2 separate regions of the Mus musculus genome follow, and region 2 is linked to region 1. A link is a contact called in public HiChIP or PLAC-seq data. All regions are on one chromosome and are shown on one strand. Each heading gives the region's core, a stretch centred on a gene start, on an enhancer-like site or on the middle of the called end of the contact. The rest is flanking DNA. Distances are from core to core; before and after follow the strand shown. Region 1 overlaps Scd3 (stearoyl-coenzyme A desaturase 3). Region 2 has its middle 19 kb from the start of Scd1.

Evidence for each region. HiChIP or PLAC-seq counts read pairs in DNA pulled down with a chosen protein or histone mark.
Region 2: a contact with region 1 is called in an HNF4G HiChIP or PLAC-seq map of pancreatic cancer cells. The contact joins two enhancer-like sites. A contact is called at or near these places in 1 of 15 datasets of contacts at CTCF or cohesin (large pre-B cells), 1 of 484 Hi-C or Micro-C datasets (3T3-L1-derived adipocytes), 3 of 115 datasets of contacts at active chromatin or transcription factors (acute myeloid leukemia, embryonic stem cells and pancreatic cancer cells) and 2 of 9 other capture datasets (adipose tissue and liver).

Annotation. Positions count from the first base shown.
Region 1 is chr19:44,223,959-44,227,657 of GRCm38.p6, reverse strand. The region is part of intron 2 of Scd3 (stearoyl-coenzyme A desaturase 3); the gene reads right to left. It also overlaps a transcript of Pkd2l1 not described here. Among named protein-coding and RNA genes, the nearest start is that of Scd3, 23 kb to the right of the region's middle. Within about 2 kb of position 1,772, at least 39 of the 459 cell types and tissues checked have an H3K27ac peak or open chromatin away from gene starts, as enhancers often do. A contact at or near this core is called in pancreatic cancer cells, where this site is marked.
Region 2 is chr19:44,387,377-44,390,650 of GRCm38.p6, reverse strand. No RefSeq gene overlaps it. Among named protein-coding and RNA genes, the nearest start is that of Scd1, 19 kb to the left of the region's middle. Within about 2 kb of position 1,955, at least 425 of the 459 cell types and tissues checked have an H3K27ac peak or open chromatin away from gene starts, as enhancers often do. A contact at or near this core is called in pancreatic cancer cells, where this site is marked.

The sequences.
Region 1 (3,699 bases), core at 523-3,022:
GTCATCCTGACCACCCCATGGCCACGAAAATAGATGGGATCCAATCCTGGATTAATCGCTCTCTTCTGAAGTTCACCACCCCCTTCCCCAAAACATCTGGATCCCAGCAATGGGTTGTTAGACAACACCCACAGAACCCGTTAAAAATCAGACAGATAAAAGATTCCAGAGGTTTGCTTTCTATTTCATGTTGCCTTGGGCTGCTGAGGGACATGCTCCAGTACAACACACATGAACATCGATTAGAACTACGGACGGAAGCCTAAATAACATTGCTTATGGTTCCCCCCGCCCTCACGTTTGACGTATGTAAATTGTTTGGGCCAAAATGGAACAGGTGCCCAAAGGCCACAAACATATATGTTCCCTCATTCTCTAGGTCTTTGGATATAGGATCCAGAATATGGAAAATACTTTGGCCACCCTTCAGGTATATGCCTGCCCCTCAGTTGAAGACCCTGACTTGCAGGGGACATGGTGTGTGCTTTTGTGATATGTGGGGCGATAAAGCATTAGCTTCCTGGGTAACTGATAAAGATAAGTATATTCAGCCACAGAAGGTTGAGTCAGTCTAGAAAACTTGGGAAGACCAACCCCACTCAAATTAAGATAAAAATGATACAAATGATTTATGAGATACAGGGTAGATTTGGGGGCTCCTCCTTTATGCATCTGGTAATGACCCTGGGATGATATTCACCATCCAGAGAGTCCAGGTCACTAGGAACAGGGTCTTAGACATCAGTGGTTCCAAGAGAATGTTAATGCCCTCTCCCTGTCCTAGAAAGGACAAGGTCTCTCTGCTTATATAAGATATCGGTCTCAGTACCTGCAACACCGTAATAATGTACAGATGCTAATGCAGGAGTTTCCCCTTACTCTTTAGTACCGCCAAAAGGCACTTGGTTTGCTTGTGCCTTGGCACTGACCCCCTGTATCAGTCCCTTTAGCATCACTGAAACTTCTGAATTTTGCATACTTGTACATCTGTAGCCTCTGGTACAGTATTATCCTGGAGAAGGAGGTTAGGGACACCTGGGACTTCTACACCATTCCCAGATGGCCAGGGCAGTGCCAACACTAATAATGCCTTTCCTAAAAAGCATGAGCATAGCAAGACCTACCAGCATGAGAGAAGCAACACTTATGAAGGGAGATCAAAATGTCAAACATTTAAGCCAACAAAGACTGATATAAAAGTTTGTCCTCCTGGCCTCAGAAAAGAATTTTTTTTTCTGAGACAGGGTTTCTCTGTGTAGCCCTGACTGTCCTAGAACTCACTCTGTAGACCAGGCTGACCTCAAACTCAGAAATTTGCCTGCCTCTGCCTCCCAAGTGCTGGGATTAAAGGCATGCGCCACCACGCCCAGCATCAGAAAAGAAAAATTTTGAGTCAATGATTTGACTCATTGGGACAGCTCAAAAAAGGGTGGAATGCTATGGTTTGACACCTCCCCCTCCAAGCATAGCTGTAGCCATTTTGTACCATGCCTGTCAGCTATTTCATATTGTTGCTGTAACATGCCTGCCAGATACACAGAAGTGACTTGGCTCAAGGACATACTGACCACATACTGTTTTGTTCTGTATGTTCTGAATGTGCGGTATGAGTTTTGCTAATCTTAAGAAATTCCACAAAGCTTTGTGTAGGACCCATCAAATCAAAGGACAATTTGAACTGTTATGTCTGAAATCACTTGAGTCAGAGCTGACCACCCGGCAGTACTTCCTGTGTGTGAACTCACTGTGGCTTTTGTGGTTTTATCCTTTGTGAGCTGACAGGAAAAGATATCTGTTGTCATAGTTCTGATAATTCTGGGCTCTGTTCCTGATCTGACCAGTATTAAAGTGCAGTCAATAACTATTCTGAGTAGTTAACTGAGATCAGTGTTCACGCCGTTTGTGTGGCGATGTCTGAACACCAACAGTCTCTAGCTATTTACTATCCTGGTAAGTATGTTGATGAAGTTAAAAGCTAAGTGTTCATGCAGGGTCCGAGCACTGATCCAGTCTCAGCTGTATCATACATTTCATAGGAATGCAGCACTCCAACTCAAAGCCTACAAGATCAGTCTCTCTAATGCGGAGTGGACACTGGGTGTACCCATCTGTTGCTCAGATTGGTAGAACTAGGAGGTGGGACTGAGGCCTTGTTAGTACCTAAAGGCCATCTGGAAACCATAGAACCTCTGCGGCTACAGAACTTAGCTGAGATTGGAGATACCAAACATTGCACAAACTGCTATGTGTCCCTCTGTATCAAGAGTTAACGGTTTTCTAAGTGGTCTCTTTCCTCCTCTCTTCTGCCTCCTGTGTGTCATCTGGTCCTTCTATAGGACCTCAGGACAACCATAGAGATGGTGTCTGCCCTAGGGAAGGGCTGACCGTATCCTTCTGAACTGGGATGAGGCCTCAGATGGTTTGCAGCCTCTGACTCAGTGGTGACTGGGGTCTTCCCATGAAGAGGATCTAACTGTACCTGGACAGAGAAGCCAGTGGAGGGCAAACCCTGACGTCACAGGAGGAAAGGGAAGGAAGGCTTAAAGCAGAGCCAGAGTACCAAGAAAAGTGTCCGAATCTGCTCCACACTGCAGATCACCAAGGCGCATTGGCTCCAGAGTACAGACAATGCTATCTTAACAGGGGTGCTGGAGTGACAGTCCTCGTGACATGGAGTCATGATCTTATTCTGCCAATTGCTTTGGTCACGAAGGTTGTATTAGTCAGGGTTCTCTAGAGTCACAGAACTTATGGATAGTCTCTAGATAGTAAAGGAATTTATTGATGACTTACAGTCGGCAGCCCAATTCCCAACAATTGTTCAGTCGCAGCTGTGAATGGAAGTCCAAGGATCTAGCAGTTACTCAGTCTCACGCAGCAAGCAGGCGAAGGAGCAAGGGCTCGAGCTAGACTCCCTTCTTCCAATGTCCTTATATTGTCTCCAGCAGAAGGTGGAGCCCAGATTAAAGGTGTGTTCCACCACACCTTTAATCCCAGATGAAAGGCGTAGCCCAGATTAAAGGTGTGTTCCTTAAACTCGGAGATTCAATCTTCTGGAATTCATAGCCACTGTGGCTCAAGATCTTCAAACCAAGATCCAGATAAGGATCTCCAAGCCTCCAGATAAGGGTCACTGGTGAGCCTTCCAATTCCGGATTGTAATTCATTCCAAATATTGTCAAGTTGACAACCAGGAATAGCCACTACAATCCACCCCTTGTCAACTTGACACAAATAATATCTCATGTTCACATGAAACAATAACAAGGTTGTAAATACGCCTAACATGATATAACTATTCCTCGTACAATCGCAAACGCATTTGTAAATTTACAATGGGCATTCATATTACTTTATAATCCTCGTTTCTGCAACTGGTTACGTGGCCTTAATTGGTATTTATAACTACCTTCCTCTACTACCCATTCTGTATTTCCTTCTCCTTCAGCCAGCACCTCAGCAGGTCTTGGCTCTTTTCCTGGAGGATTGACCCATACCTTCATTCCTGATGGGTCTGCGTCCTTTGTCATCCTGCTTGGATTAGGCTGTTGTAGTTTCCCATTGACTTTAATCACAGGACATGGTAGTACTAAGAGACGCCCTAAGGGATCTCCTACACTCCAGACATAATCTTGCTTACCACCATTGTGAAGAGGTAATCCAATTTCCCCATGGTAATCTGGATCTATCACCCCTCCT
Region 2 (3,274 bases), core at 706-3,205, 160 kb before region 1:
ACTGTAGTCTGGCCACACTGAAGTACGGTAGTTGTAGAATCCAGAGAGCATGTACTAGACTAGTTAAAAAGGGTTTGTATCACTACACAAACACAACTCTAATTCTCTGAAACCTGAAGAAGCCAAGTTCTAAATCTACAGAGTGGAAGACATAATGATACATATGGATAGCATTCCTAGAGAGGAACACCGTGCTGTGGTCTAGATGACATCTCATCTCACTGTATAGCACGCTGTAAATACCTAAATGTGGTCCCTATGGCAGAATTCCCTAGGAGAGAAGAATGTGAATATGTTGTAATGGTCTGGTTGCAGGTCCCACTGTCCCCCTGCCTCCTGGCTATGTTGTGTGTGGAAGACAGGACAAAGCAGGCATACCCAGATATGTCTAATGCCTAGGAACCTGCTAGTGATACCCAGTTATACTGAGAGAAAGAGCCTGGTGGTGTGGTCTCCCTCCCTGGCTGGCAGTGGCAGGAAGCTAAAACCATGTCCAGCCACCTCGTACAACCTTCTGTTTGTCAGGAATAGATGCCATTCACCCTCCCTTAACATCCAACCACATGCTGCTTTAATCCCCTTTCTCTACCACGGCAGCTTGCCTAACTGTGCTCTCCTCCCCAAGCAAGCTCTGAGACCCTCAAGGCTACCTTCCTCTATTAGAACTGTCTCCCTGCTCCTAAAACAGATAGCACTGGATAGAATCAGGGAACAATCTCCTGTCTTCTTTTAGATTCTAACTCTGCTACCAACTGTGGGAAATGTCACAGGGAGAGTTCTCTTCTGTGACCCAGAGTTAACTACGTTGATTCTTGAATGTTGACCTTAGGGCAAGTGCCACAATCCCTAATTACAGGCAGCAAGGACTCTATTCTGAGGTTGCCAGAGGCAGAACACTCCCCCTTTGATGACCCAACTCTGCCTTTCCCCACAGTGCAGCTAAGCCTGCCACACCCAAGCCACAGAGGTACAGTGGTTCAGTGATTTGTCCAATGGTCTCAGAGAGACCCTTTGTCTTGACTATGCCCCACCCAGGCTTTAGTGGAAAGGCCAGAGATGGCTCAAGCTTGCTTGTGGCTCTAGTCTTATTCCTTTATAAAGATTCCAGACCAATAGAAGGATTCTCTTTAATTCACATACATGTATACTTAAAAATAAACACACAGGCACACACACACACAATTTGAAGAGGAATCAACTTTAACACACACACACAGGCACACACACATACAATTTGAAGAGGAATCAACTTAAACACACACACACACACACACACACACACACAGAGTCACCATTCAGTTATAATGGGCTTTCTATGTCTAGCTCCAGAGCATTAGGCTGCTCCACAGATAACATCTGCTAACTGTTCAGTTGTTTCTGTGGATGGTCCTGTTGTAGACATTTGTGTAAAAATTCTTAAGAACATTGTGGATGTCTGCAGCTGATTTGGGCACACGAGTAGGAGTGGAGTGACTCACTCACTGACCTTTTCCACGGTGGAGCAACCTTTTTAAACTTTCACTACCAATGTTCGCGTGATAACCTTCATTCTTCACGCGAACTCACTGTCCCCCGTTCCTCCAGTCTTTCACAAAAGCCTGTTCCCATCAACCCAGCCCTTTGTCCCTAAAGTACGACGTGGCAAGAGAAGCTGCACCTTGAGTAACTTCAGTTTCTGCCAACTAAAGCTTCCTGCCATGTTTTTTTCCTGGATCAAGGACAGTGTGAGGAGGAGCCATTTCACTGGGGTCACTAGGGCATTTCTCAGTGACCCGCGACACCTCCGAAAGCACTGTGAGCCTCCACAAACTGAGCTGGGGGTGGAGAGGCCGTGCAGAAGCTCCGCCTGCTCTTCTGGGGTGGGCGTTGAACCCTCAGCCCCACACCTTGGCCCCTCGCGCTCGCCCGAGGCTGGTCCTGGGTGCGGACACCCAGAGAGGCACGCCCTCCCGGGGTTATTCTCGGTCAGCACCCGCCCTCGGGGTCACTCGCGTTCACTCGGCCCACAGCGCCTGACCCCGCGCAGCCAATCAGCAGCCGCGCTGCGGCTCTGCCGGTCTGGAGGTGCGTGCGCACTTTGCGGTCTGGAGCCGGAGGAGAGCTAACTTGTTAAGTCCTATGTAGACACTGGCATCCCTCCTGCAGGGGAGAAAGGCAGGGAACTCGCGTGTGGCCTCTGGTCCAGGGCTGCCTTTTAGGTAGCGATTCCTACACTGAACAGACAGTAGACAGGGTGCGTTGTACTTAATCTGCACAGCGCGGGACCAGAGCTCCACTAACTCAGAACAGATTAAAGACCGGGCGGTCAAGGAGAGACCGGACAGGAAAGCAGTCTTCAGGAACCTTCCAGGTTGATGTCTCCAGGGATGAAGGAGTAGGAAGAGGGTAGGAAGGGGAAAGTACAGAAAAAGGCTGTGAATACCCGCCTGAAGAACCCAGAGTTTCGCTGTTTCTTAGAAAAACAAAACCTTTTGAGACAAGGTCTCACTGTGTAATCCTGGCTGGCCTGGAACCCGCTATGTGTAGAAATTCGTAGAAATCCGTCTGACTCCTGAGTGCTGACATTAAAGGCGAATGGCCTGATTGTTTCTCGTGAAGAGTCTTGTGCATGTAGGACAGAAAACTATGTTTCAGAAAGTTACTGTGTTGGCCGCAGTAGAGCAGAGGGCAGCCGCCTAGGGCTGGAAGGTCAGATCCTAGTTTTGATACAACTCCTGGGACTGGCAGGGACCTATCTGACTGCACGTGAGAAGAGCAGCATGGACTTGGGAAAGGGGACCTCTGAGAGGTGTTTGGAGCAGAGCACTCTGGGAAGTAGAACACGATGGAATTTTATCTTTAGTGGCAGCAAAGCCAGTGTTCACCCCTGCCAGCGTCAGAAAAAAAAAGCACCTTTGGGAAGAGAAGAGAGTAGGAATTTAGTTTCTGACATGAGAGTTGGGGTTGTAAGAAACCTTACATGCTTGTGGAAATATTACCCTGGGAATCTAAAGGTTATCGAGAGAAACAGAATAAGACTTCTCAATGACAGTGCAGCATGGTAACAAAACAATGTACAGAGCAAAGAGGCAGAAAAACACCAAACTCCCCCAATCAAAACCAAGCAAGCAACTAGACAGTGGCCTAACCACACACACAAAACTACAGTGGTGTTGTGTAACTGAAAATTAATTCCAAGTGCCAGCAAGAAGAGCTCTGGTGAAATACCTTTGGATTTCTGCCTCGTACTTTTTTCTTTTTTAATAGGTCAGTTAACATTTGAGGAAATACTTCG